2 separate regions of the Gossypium hirsutum genome follow, and region 1 is linked to region 2. Evidence: chromatin contacts called from public Hi-C data. All regions are on one chromosome and are shown on one strand. The core of a region is the stretch at or near the end of the contact, and the rest is flanking DNA. Distances in the headings are between cores, read along the strand shown.

Evidence for each region. Hi-C and Micro-C count contacts between places; a contact is called where the count stands out from the background.
Region 1: a contact with region 2 is called in a Hi-C map of leaf, with 1.8 times the contacts expected there. The contact joins the enhancer-like site here to the promoter of LOC107913689 in region 2. A contact is called at or near these places in 4 of 34 Hi-C or Micro-C datasets (fibers and leaf).

Annotation. Positions count from the first base shown.
Region 1 is chrD11:36,507,362-36,512,885 of Gossypium_hirsutum_v2.1, forward strand. No RefSeq gene overlaps it. Among protein-coding and RNA genes, the nearest start is that of LOC107911450, 39 kb to the left of the region's middle. Within about 2 kb of position 4,015, at least 1 of the 9 cell types and tissues checked has an H3K27ac peak or open chromatin away from gene starts, as enhancers often do. A contact at or near this core is called in leaf, where this site is marked.
Region 2 is chrD11:36,284,356-36,289,327 of Gossypium_hirsutum_v2.1, forward strand. It overlaps LOC107913689 (probable trehalose-phosphate phosphatase J), which reads right to left and starts at 1,268. Exons shown (of 9, transcript XM_016842348.2): 1 at 1,108-1,268; 2 at 729-907; 3 at 503-643; 4 at 333-404; 5 at 1-233. The coding sequence starts at 1,111.

The DNA of each region.
Region 1 (5,524 bases), core at 2,765-5,264, 230 kb after region 2:
GTGCTCTAACTTATTGAGCTTCGATTTTTCTCGCGTTGGTCCTAAATAACAAAATATCCTTTTACATTTCTAAAAACATAAGTTTCAAAAATAAAGGTAATATTCTATATTTAGAAAATTTGAGAAATCGTGCCCTAACTTACTGGGCTTCGATTTTTCTCGTTGATTCTAAGTAACTGAATATCCTTTTAAAATTAAAATAAATGAGGTTTAAATAAAAAGTGAAATGCAAACTTACTCTCAAAATATGAGATGTCGGGTCCTAACTTATTGGGTGTGACATCTTGTTACTTCGAGATGAGGAGGCATTTTCCATTTTTGATTTAATTAAAGCATTTAAAAATCAACATTAATAAAAGAGGATCGTATTTTAAATTTTTTCAAACTTTTAGCCTTCGACATAAAGACATTAAATAATCAACTAAGGTACCAATTTTGGGCGTATCGAGGGTGCTAATCCTTCCTCGTATGTAACCGACTCCCGAACCCGTTTTCTAAATTTCGTAAACCAAAAATCATTGTTTTGATAAAATCAAATCGCTTATTGATTGTTTATATCTCAATCTTTTATTGATTGTTGTATATGAGTTTGAAAATCTTTTGTAAAAGCTTGTTATTTATGGGTATAATGGTGTAGAGAATTTATTGATTAAACGCAGTTGATTAATATCTAAACCATTATTTATGAGAACTAAACTTCCTACTTCAACATGAGATTATGTTACGTGTTGTACGCATCAAGCCAATAAGTTATAAATACTCCCATTACAATTGGTTTTTAGTCAAGAGCTAAATATTTCTCATCCTTGAATTTTTGTATGTGCATATATGTTCCAATTGCTCCACCACAACACACAAAGATGAGTGAATCCTCAAAGAAAGTTAGAAATGTATATTAATTACAAGTCTCCTTGAATTATTAGATGTTTTGAATGTTTTAGAGATTCAATTATGACATGATTTGTGATTACTATTTTGATCCGATAGTTTTCCTGACATTAGGGGAAGAGAATTAATAACTTGTAATGAGTTAGGGGGAGAGTAATTTGAACCAGAAGTTCAACAAGGATAACTCATTACAAGTTCCAAATATGAAAATTCTCATAAAAGAAAATAATAAATCTAGATGTTCATATAGTGAAGGTGGGTGCTCTAGAAGAGACCCAAGACATAACTAATAAGTAAAATTCCAGAAGAGATCCAGGTACCTGGAACTGAAGATTAAAATAGTGAAAATATGAGATCTCGATAAGTTATGTCAATTCGAGAAAATATGGAACCGATAATAGAAGTGGTCGACAATGGTTTTGCACACAATATTATTGTTCAAATAATGAAATAAAATGAGAATCTTGAATAAATCTATTGAGAAATATAGATATGGAATAGATTATTCAAAATAGAAAAGCGTAACTCAAGTACACTTAAATTTGTGAAGTTTTTGGACCAGTAGTCACAAATATCTAAAAGTATAAAGTCAATGAGGGTACAAATGAAATAGTTTTGCAAAAGCGGAATAAAAATATGAAGTTTTCGCTAAGTCCTGGTATTGATTATGAAAAGATATAATATTTTTTTATGGTGGATGCAATAAATTTTAGATATATTATTAAATTGACAATTCGTAAAAGATTTAACTTGTGTCTAATCGTTGTTCTTACAACCTTTTATGAATCACTATATAGTAAAGTTTATATTAAAATCCTTAAATGATTTAGAATGCTAGAAGCATATTGAAATTCTCGAAAAATTGTTCATTTATATGAATTGAAATAATTTGAACATATGTGGTAAATTTGACTAGTGAATAATAGTTGAAGGAGGATAAAAAATGATCCAAAATACCTATTTGTGTTTTTATAGAAGAATCATTATTAAAATTTGCTATGGTTGTTGTTCAAACTCTTTATTCTTGAAGAGATCAAAATATATTTCCCCCAAATTTTCCCTCACTCATGACTTTCAAAAGAATGGTGATATAAATGCTTAGCAAATACATTTAAATAGTTATTTGAAAAACTAGTATTCAAAATTGAATACGTAGAATATGATAAAGTATATGATGTTTTCATGAGGGGAGTAAATACACATTGTACTCTTTTTCCCTTAACCGAAGTTTTGTTCCATTGAGTTTTCTTGGTAGGTTTTTAATGATGCAGCATATTATGCATATTATAAATATGTGTACTTTTTTCCTTCACTAGAAATTTTTTTCCCATAGGGTTTTTATCTTAGTAAGGTTTTAACGAGACACATTATTTACAAATGGACATCCAATGAGGAGTGTTATGAATATTTTATTAAATGGATGTCCATCAAGATCAAGATAAATTTTGATGTACTTAAAACTCTACTAGTAATTACTAGTTCTCTACTTCATTTATACTTCTTATGCCTATAAATAAAGACTTTGGAAAAGCTTTGTAAATATTCCGATTGATCAATAAAATATGCTTTGTCTTTTGCTCTCCCATTTTTTTATTCTTTACTCTCTGTCTATTTATTTTATAACAGCTTCAAGATTGTCTTTTCTCCTTTTGTACCAAACTACTTCAAATTTGGCAAAAATGTGTAAATTTAGTATATAAATAATTAAAAATGAGAACTTATTTTTAATTTTGTCTATCTTAATTATTTTTTAATAAAATTACAAGATTTTCTATCGAAACAATCAGAATTTACATGGATTATTAGTCCGAAGTTACTAGAAAGTTTATATAATTTAGAGTTGTCTAGTAAGTTGGGTGAAACCATATTTGCTGCAAATTAATTCAATAAAAGCTCGTCAAATCATATGAATAATTTCTTTACTTTATTTAGGTCGTAGAATTAGTCCCTTTAGAGTAATGCTGATCCTTATATCTCATGATTTTGGAAATTGACCTGTCTACTTAACATTCGCCTTGTTGATGTGGTGAACTTGGTCAACAAATTTTTTTACATAGATATTTGGATTTTTTTTTTTGGCTTAAAATATAGGAGTAAATTACTCAATATTGTGTCAGTAGATATATTATTTTTATTTTAGATCGTAGGCATGTTTTGGTGTATGGTTTCGGATTTGTTGATGCTTTTAAATATATTTTTCACACATATAGATAATTTAATTTTTAATTTCTTGATAAATTATTTATTTAAATATGTTTTACATATACATTTGTAGTCTAATATTTATTTAAATTATATATTATTTTGGTAAAAATAAATAAATTATATATTATATATACATGTAAATGTATCTCAACTACATCCATATAAATATATTTATATCTAAATATAAGTTTTAAATTTATTAATTAGGTATATAATTATAGAAAATATAAAATGGTTAAGAAAAACATTTAAAAGTTGGTTTAAAATATCAAAATTTTGTATCAATAGATACAGGTCGGTACACATCGATATTGGCCTAAATATATCGAAATGATCAAAACACACTAAAATTTTGACCGAAAATAGTACGTACTACAAGTATAATACCGACTACAATACGTAGGAGGTCAAATGATGTTTTTAACCTCTGTACTTTTATGGAAATACATATTTAATCCCTTTACAATAATTTTAATAAACTTTTATAACTTTGTTTGTTGAGATTTCAACTTCGAATCCAATCTTTAAAATATTAAAAAATGGTTGTATATTAATATTTAAAAAATAATATTGTTAAAATTATTTTTAATATAAATATTTAAATGGATAATATTTAATAGTAACATATAAAATTGTTAATTTATTAAAATGCTATTTTAAATTATCATTTAGTTATATTTATACTTGTTTATGGGTTGTGTTTAGACAAGGAAATCAACTTGGGTTAGCTTGGTCTAACTAGAATTCAAATTAAATAAATAAAAGTATTTATTTAATTTTAATTATAAAATATAAATGTAGACACTGTATTTTTTCAGAACTTAATGAAAAATTTTAAATTTGTTTCCATTGGATTCGTTCTTAAATTTAGAGATGGCAAAGAAGATGGTTTGGATGGGCTCAGGTTGGACTATCTTTGTATTTGAATTATTTTAGACTTAAATTATTTTGGATTTGGATCAGCTATATTCTCTATCTAGGGTTTTTTTGGGCTTGGACTTTTATTAGGTTTAGACTTTTTTAAGCTAGAGTTTTCTCAAACTTGGGCCCTTTTGGTTTTAGATTTTTCCGGTCTTGAATTTTCTCAAATTCAGATTGGTGAGTTGGGTGAGTTTAGTCAAATTTAAATAATTTTGATATTCTATAAATTATGTTTCAAACGTAATAATTAAATTTACTTTTACATAATGATAATATAATACAAATTCGATTCATATAAAGGAAATATTTTATATAAATTTTTATTTTAATATAAATATTGTATATAACATAGTATTTATTATATGTAATGTTTATGATTATATAATATATAATAATTTTACAAACATAATTAATCATATTATATGATATGTATATAACTTTTTATTTATTTGAATTATTATCTAATATATATAAGTCACGAGTTTGAAAAACATTAGAATTGACAAAAATGATTTTTATTATTTATTATATTACTAAATTAAGGTTTGAAACATTGTTATTTTATTATTAAATTTTGAATATTAAAAAATATTTAGTATATTTAGGTTTAAGGGTAAAAATATCCTTAGCAAAAAAAATCAATTAAACCCTCACAAGAATGCACTAAATTGAGCCTTTAATAAAAAAGAAAAGAAAAGAAAAGAAAGAACTCATCCAGGCCCTTTGGATAATGAAAACTCTCATTGACCAATCTAATTGTTAATAGATGCTTACGTGACTGACAAAATCAATGTGAAACTAACATGTGGCATGCAACCTAGACAAGTATGTTAATGTGACATATTTTAACCTAATTATGAATGTCACATCAATAAGCTTAACAAAAAAATTAATAGTATTAATAACTGGACTTGAATTTAAAAAATTAAAAAATAAAAAGACTAAATTCTTGAAAATAAAATTATATGAACTAAATTCCAAATTTATAAAAAGTGCAATAACTTATTATATATTTTAACTTAATTATTGATGTTTGTTTCATTATAAATTTGAACTTTTTCAAATTTTAAATCAGATCTATCTCATGCTTGAGCTCAGATCAATCTTGGGCCCAGGTCAACCTCAAGCTCAAGTTATTTTAAACTCAAATTTTCTTGAGTTTGAACTTTCTTGAGTTTGAATTTTTCTCATACTTAAATTATTAGGAATTTAAATTTTTTTCAAACTTAGATTATTATAAACTCAAATTGGTATAAAAGAATTTTTAAGTTGAGTGTGTTTTGTCACCTCTATTGAAATTTAATACGAAAGTTGTGTTTTTAACTCATTTTGGATATATTATTATTACTATTATCAATTTTTTCTTTTCTTTTCAAGGACCGTGAAAAGGACGGCTTCTCTAATGCATTTGCAACAAGTGCCATAACATGAGCTTGCACAATATTCGGATGGTTATTTTAGTGGGCCTGTTGGGATCAATTTGGAAAGCCTTCAGTTCCCAACAATGAAA
Region 2 (4,972 bases), core at 18-2,517:
AAGTGTACAGAGAGACAGAACTTGTTGTTCTCCACCTTAGCTCCTGGAGTTGATTTGGTGGTCTCAACCAATTGTTTGTAAACCTCGTCAATCATGGGAAGAAATTCATTTGCTGGTTGGAAAAGAACATGTTCTGTCACTTTGTCAGTTTTGGAACGTTTCTTTGGCCCTTTAATGTCCATGCCATGACTTCCAGCGTAGTACAGTTCAGCTAATTTCACAAATTTATACACCTACAATTTTGCAAAAAAAAATGAAAAAATATATTCAAGTTCGGGGGAAAAAAGTTGGGCGTTTTTTTTTAGAATAAAATTTGTGGCCTGGAAATGTACCTTGTCTCTGCATCTGCCACTAACTATGGCAGTAGGAAAACACTTTGCTAGCTTTCTCACTGTCCTTCTCATCTGGTGTACATAAGCATGAAAAAGTTAAGTATTGATGAAAATACCCAAAAGGGTTATACAAAGGTTAACCATAGTTTTATATAAGACAAATAGGCAACCTTGTTGGACATGAAAGCTCGATCTGGATCCTCAACAATTGGTGAAAGTGTGCCATCGTAGTCCAGAAACATTACTATTTGTTTCCCTTTCGATGCATCTATTATCTGCTCAAACATCTCCAGGGCAGATGGATGGTGTAGCTACAAAACAAATCAGAATCTTTGTTGGGTTGAAGAAAGAGCAAACCCACTTTTTGTTGAAGGGTTGAATAGCTTTAGAACTTACATTCCAGGAACCTTGATCATTAGGTGTGGATTTTTTATGAGTTGGTGAAGAAGCTCTCATGGAATCAACCCATACACTAGCTCTTGCCCCAGCATTGATTTCAAGGTTGTGCAGCAACCTCTTTGTTGAAATGGAGATATAACCATGAGGTGCTGGCGGCTTTTGAGCTGATACTGTCACTGTGATTGACATGTTGAGGACAGATTTTGCATCAGTCATTATATTTTGACCACCACCACCCATATTCTTTGCTCTCTCTTCTAAGAAACTCACTATAACAAAACAAAGCATTTTTAGTAAAAAGCTACCTTAAAAACTAAAAAGTCCACAGTTCTCAATAGGTCCCCAAAATACAGAATAACAACAATAAAGAACTTACCCATTTGTGGATATTATGGCGTCTAAAAAGAACCAAGTGTTAAGATGTTAATGTGAAGGTAAAGAGGAGGAGGAGGAGGAGGAGATTTGAAACAGAGGAGTATACAGAGTACTCAAAGGAAGAATAGGCAGAGAAATATGAAGAAGAGAATGTATGTGAGAGAGACAGAAGGGGATTGAAAGCCCATTTTATAGCAAACCAGACACAAAGCGACGAAACAAACTAACTATGCCTCTCTCCTAAATGTGGGACCCACCGTCCTCCATGACCATATCCTGAGTTTTTGCTTTAAGGGGCTCCACCGCCACGTGGTCCCACAATCCAAATCCCATGCCTTTGTTGAAACAGCCGTCTTTAGCCTTAGCAGTGTGAAGTAAAAAGGCAGTTTTAACAGGCTGCTAGCAGTTATGCCATGGACCATAGCCTTGGATGGCTCGCATCATATGGGTTTGTGCCACCTGTGCTCACCAAATCGCATCATTTAGCTTGTTAGGTCTGTTCTTTAGTTCTCTATGCAAAAGTTTTATTAATAAATAAATCCTCTTTAAAACTTCACATGAAGCTAGTCAGTATATCTAATTTGATCCAATAGAAAATTATTGTTGTGTTTCTATTGGCTGAATCTAGTCCAGTCTTGAAAATTGAGACAGAACAGTGCCCAGCTCTGCCCAATGTTGGGGCTCATTTAATTAATTAATTATTGTTTATAGTTTATCCTCATTTTCTCTGCTCTTTTGTTTCTGTAAGTGGAAGCATCAGTCGATTACCATTACTTGCATGCCAAGGATGTGATTTACGGTACGAGATTCTATATATCCCTCGCTTACTCAACTTGTTCAACAATTGTCGATTAATTTCAACATAATAATTTGAGATTCATAAAGAAATTTCCTAACATCGGTTTAATCTAATCAAACAATCATGTTTAATTCAAGAAACGGGGAATTGATTCTCCAACCCCTTTGACTGGAAGATGTTTTGAATCTCATATTCTGTATAAGAGATTCTTATATTAAAATTTTCTTAATTCGCTGTGGTTCTTTTATTTCTTAATTAAGTTAAAAAATTTTGGTAATTCACGACAATATATCTGAAATAGAAAGATTGGAGAATCGAAGTCAAATCCCATAATCAGCAATCAATGTAAACGGTCCAAGTCTACAAACAACACTTTGCTTTCTTCTACATATTTTATCTAGGGATGTTGTTGTGCTAAGTGAACTGAATTATACTCAAATTATGCGTACTTTTAAGATAAATATTCCATATTTGGAGTTTTGGAATATTCGGACCGTTTCTTTTTCTTTTTGCTAGGCAGCCGGTTTTCTTTTAATTAAATATTAACTATTTGGTTAAATTATGCTATTAGGCCATGCACTATATGTAAGTTGCAAATTTAGTTTCTATGTGACCCAGTTGTTGGATCCAAATATAAAATATTATATTCTGTTGCCGAAACAACTTACTTTTCTATCTTACTTTATCAAAATGGAAACATAATGGTAAAATTATTTTATAAAAATTTTTGCAGCATTTTTGCCTATTTTATGTTAAAAAAAAACCCTTGCAAAATTTAGATTTCACAATATATCAACATTTAAATCATCTCCCAAATCAATTCCCAACACTTAGATTTTTCGAAACATACCAATAAACTAGGTTTCTATGCTTTACTATTTCATTAAAACAAAAATTATAAAATACTAGCAAAGAAAACATAACGAAAATATTTAAATTCAGTTTACAACACAACATTGTATATATATAGACAAGCCTAGGTACATGTCATTTATATTATAAAGTCAACTTTTCACCAACATTGTTTGAGTTAATCTTCGATTCTTTAGATGATGTTGGAATGACCTACCGAATCTAACTACTTGCACACAGAAAATAAACAAACCGTACGCTAAATATTTTTTTATGCTCAGTGGTGCTAATATCATATAAATCATTACATAAATATTGAATACAAATTAATTGATAGAAATAAATTAAAACTTGATTAAAAATATAATTAATAACATCACAATAAAAGGACTATTCTAATATTAATAAACTTTAATATTATGATATTGACAAATCGAATAAAAAAAAGCTTTTTAATCAAATTTAAAATCGCATAATTAATTTAATTCGCACAATATAGATCCTCTTATTTTCTACTGTATTTATTTTTTCAACAAATGATGGGGTTCGAGTCACACAATCTCTAATATTTATCATTTCAGTTTCATTTCATGTTCAAATCATATATCGCCTAATATAAAATTAGGCTTCCAATACAAAACGTGCTATACATTTGCTTGTTCAACCATTTGAAATATTAATATTTAAATTCAACTCAAAATCTTGAATTTATTAATTTATCATTGAAATCATAGTTTTCAATTCAAATATAATCTTTTAAATACTAACTAAACCATTCAGAATCCATAAAAATAAAATTTATATAGTTAATCATAATTAAATAAATATTAAAAGCATTATGTAATAAAAATAAGATATTAGTGCAAATCGAAGTTTCAATCGCTTTGCTTCTTTTCTTGGCCTTTCTCCTTTAAGATGCTCGTTTCGTTTTTAGCTATAACAGGAGTAACTCAATACGAAACAATGACATTTATTCATTATAATCCTAAAAGTAATAATAACAAACTTAAATATGCATGGTTCATCAAGTTAACAACTAAAGTTTCCTATTCGAAATTCCAATTTCTTTCGACTCAATTATCCGTTTTCAATTCTGTCTTCATCAGAATAGTCACTGCTTCACAAGCTATCATTTAGTTCTAACATTACACAAAGTGACCAAAGTTCTCTACTTCCCCTTCACCATGGCTGAATGTATCAAGCAGACTTCCCATCCATTTTTATTTCTTTTTTACATTTCTAACAAGTTAGAATTCAACTTCTAATCATTTCTTATAAAAAAATATATTTATTTCACTTAAGTTTTTTAAGTTTTCATCAATGTCCTTTAATGGTAACTTTCAATGTACTTGATAAAATAAAAAATTAATTGTACATATGTAAAACAAGCTTCAAAGATTCAAAATCTATGAAAATTTTGACTTGAATTTGAAGGGAAATGATGAAAGAAATTTGTTTTTCTTCCCCTAACTTTGGTAAACGATAAAAAAAATGAAGAAAGATGTTGGTCTTTCTTTTACATATATTATAATAGTACTTATTAAAATATTATCATTTTAAATAAAATATTAAATAATAATTATTTAATAAAAATATAATTTAAAAGATATCATGAAATCATTGATTTTTTTTAATTGTGATAAAGTTCTTTCCATCAAAATAAAAATGGAATACTTGTACTTTAATTTCTTTACTTTTTCAATTTATTTAATTTAGTCCTTGAACTCGATACCAAATTTTTAGCCTAATCACATGCCCTGACTAATAATTCTCTATGTTTTCATGTTTGACAATTTCTTCTAAAAATGACCACAATTTCTTGTACTACTATTTATTTATAGATCACCTATTCAAAAACTTCTACTATAAATATTCTTCTTCTTTTTTTAAGTGGGGATGTTACAGAATGCTCTAATTTGATCAATTTTAGTCATTGTGCTTATTGAATTTTAAATTTTCAATCCTAACCTAAACGATAGCATTTGTAGGGATGTAAATGAACCGAGCTTGAACGAACAAACCTCTGTTCATGTTCGTTTGTTTATTTTTAAGCTTGTTCGTGTTCAGTTTGTGTTCATTAAAAATTTCAAATATTTGTTCATGTTCGTTTATTTAAAATTATTTGTGTTCATGTCCGTTTATTTAATGTTCACGAACATGTTCATTTAACTTAATCGAACATGTTCACGAACATTAAACAAACATGTTCATGAAC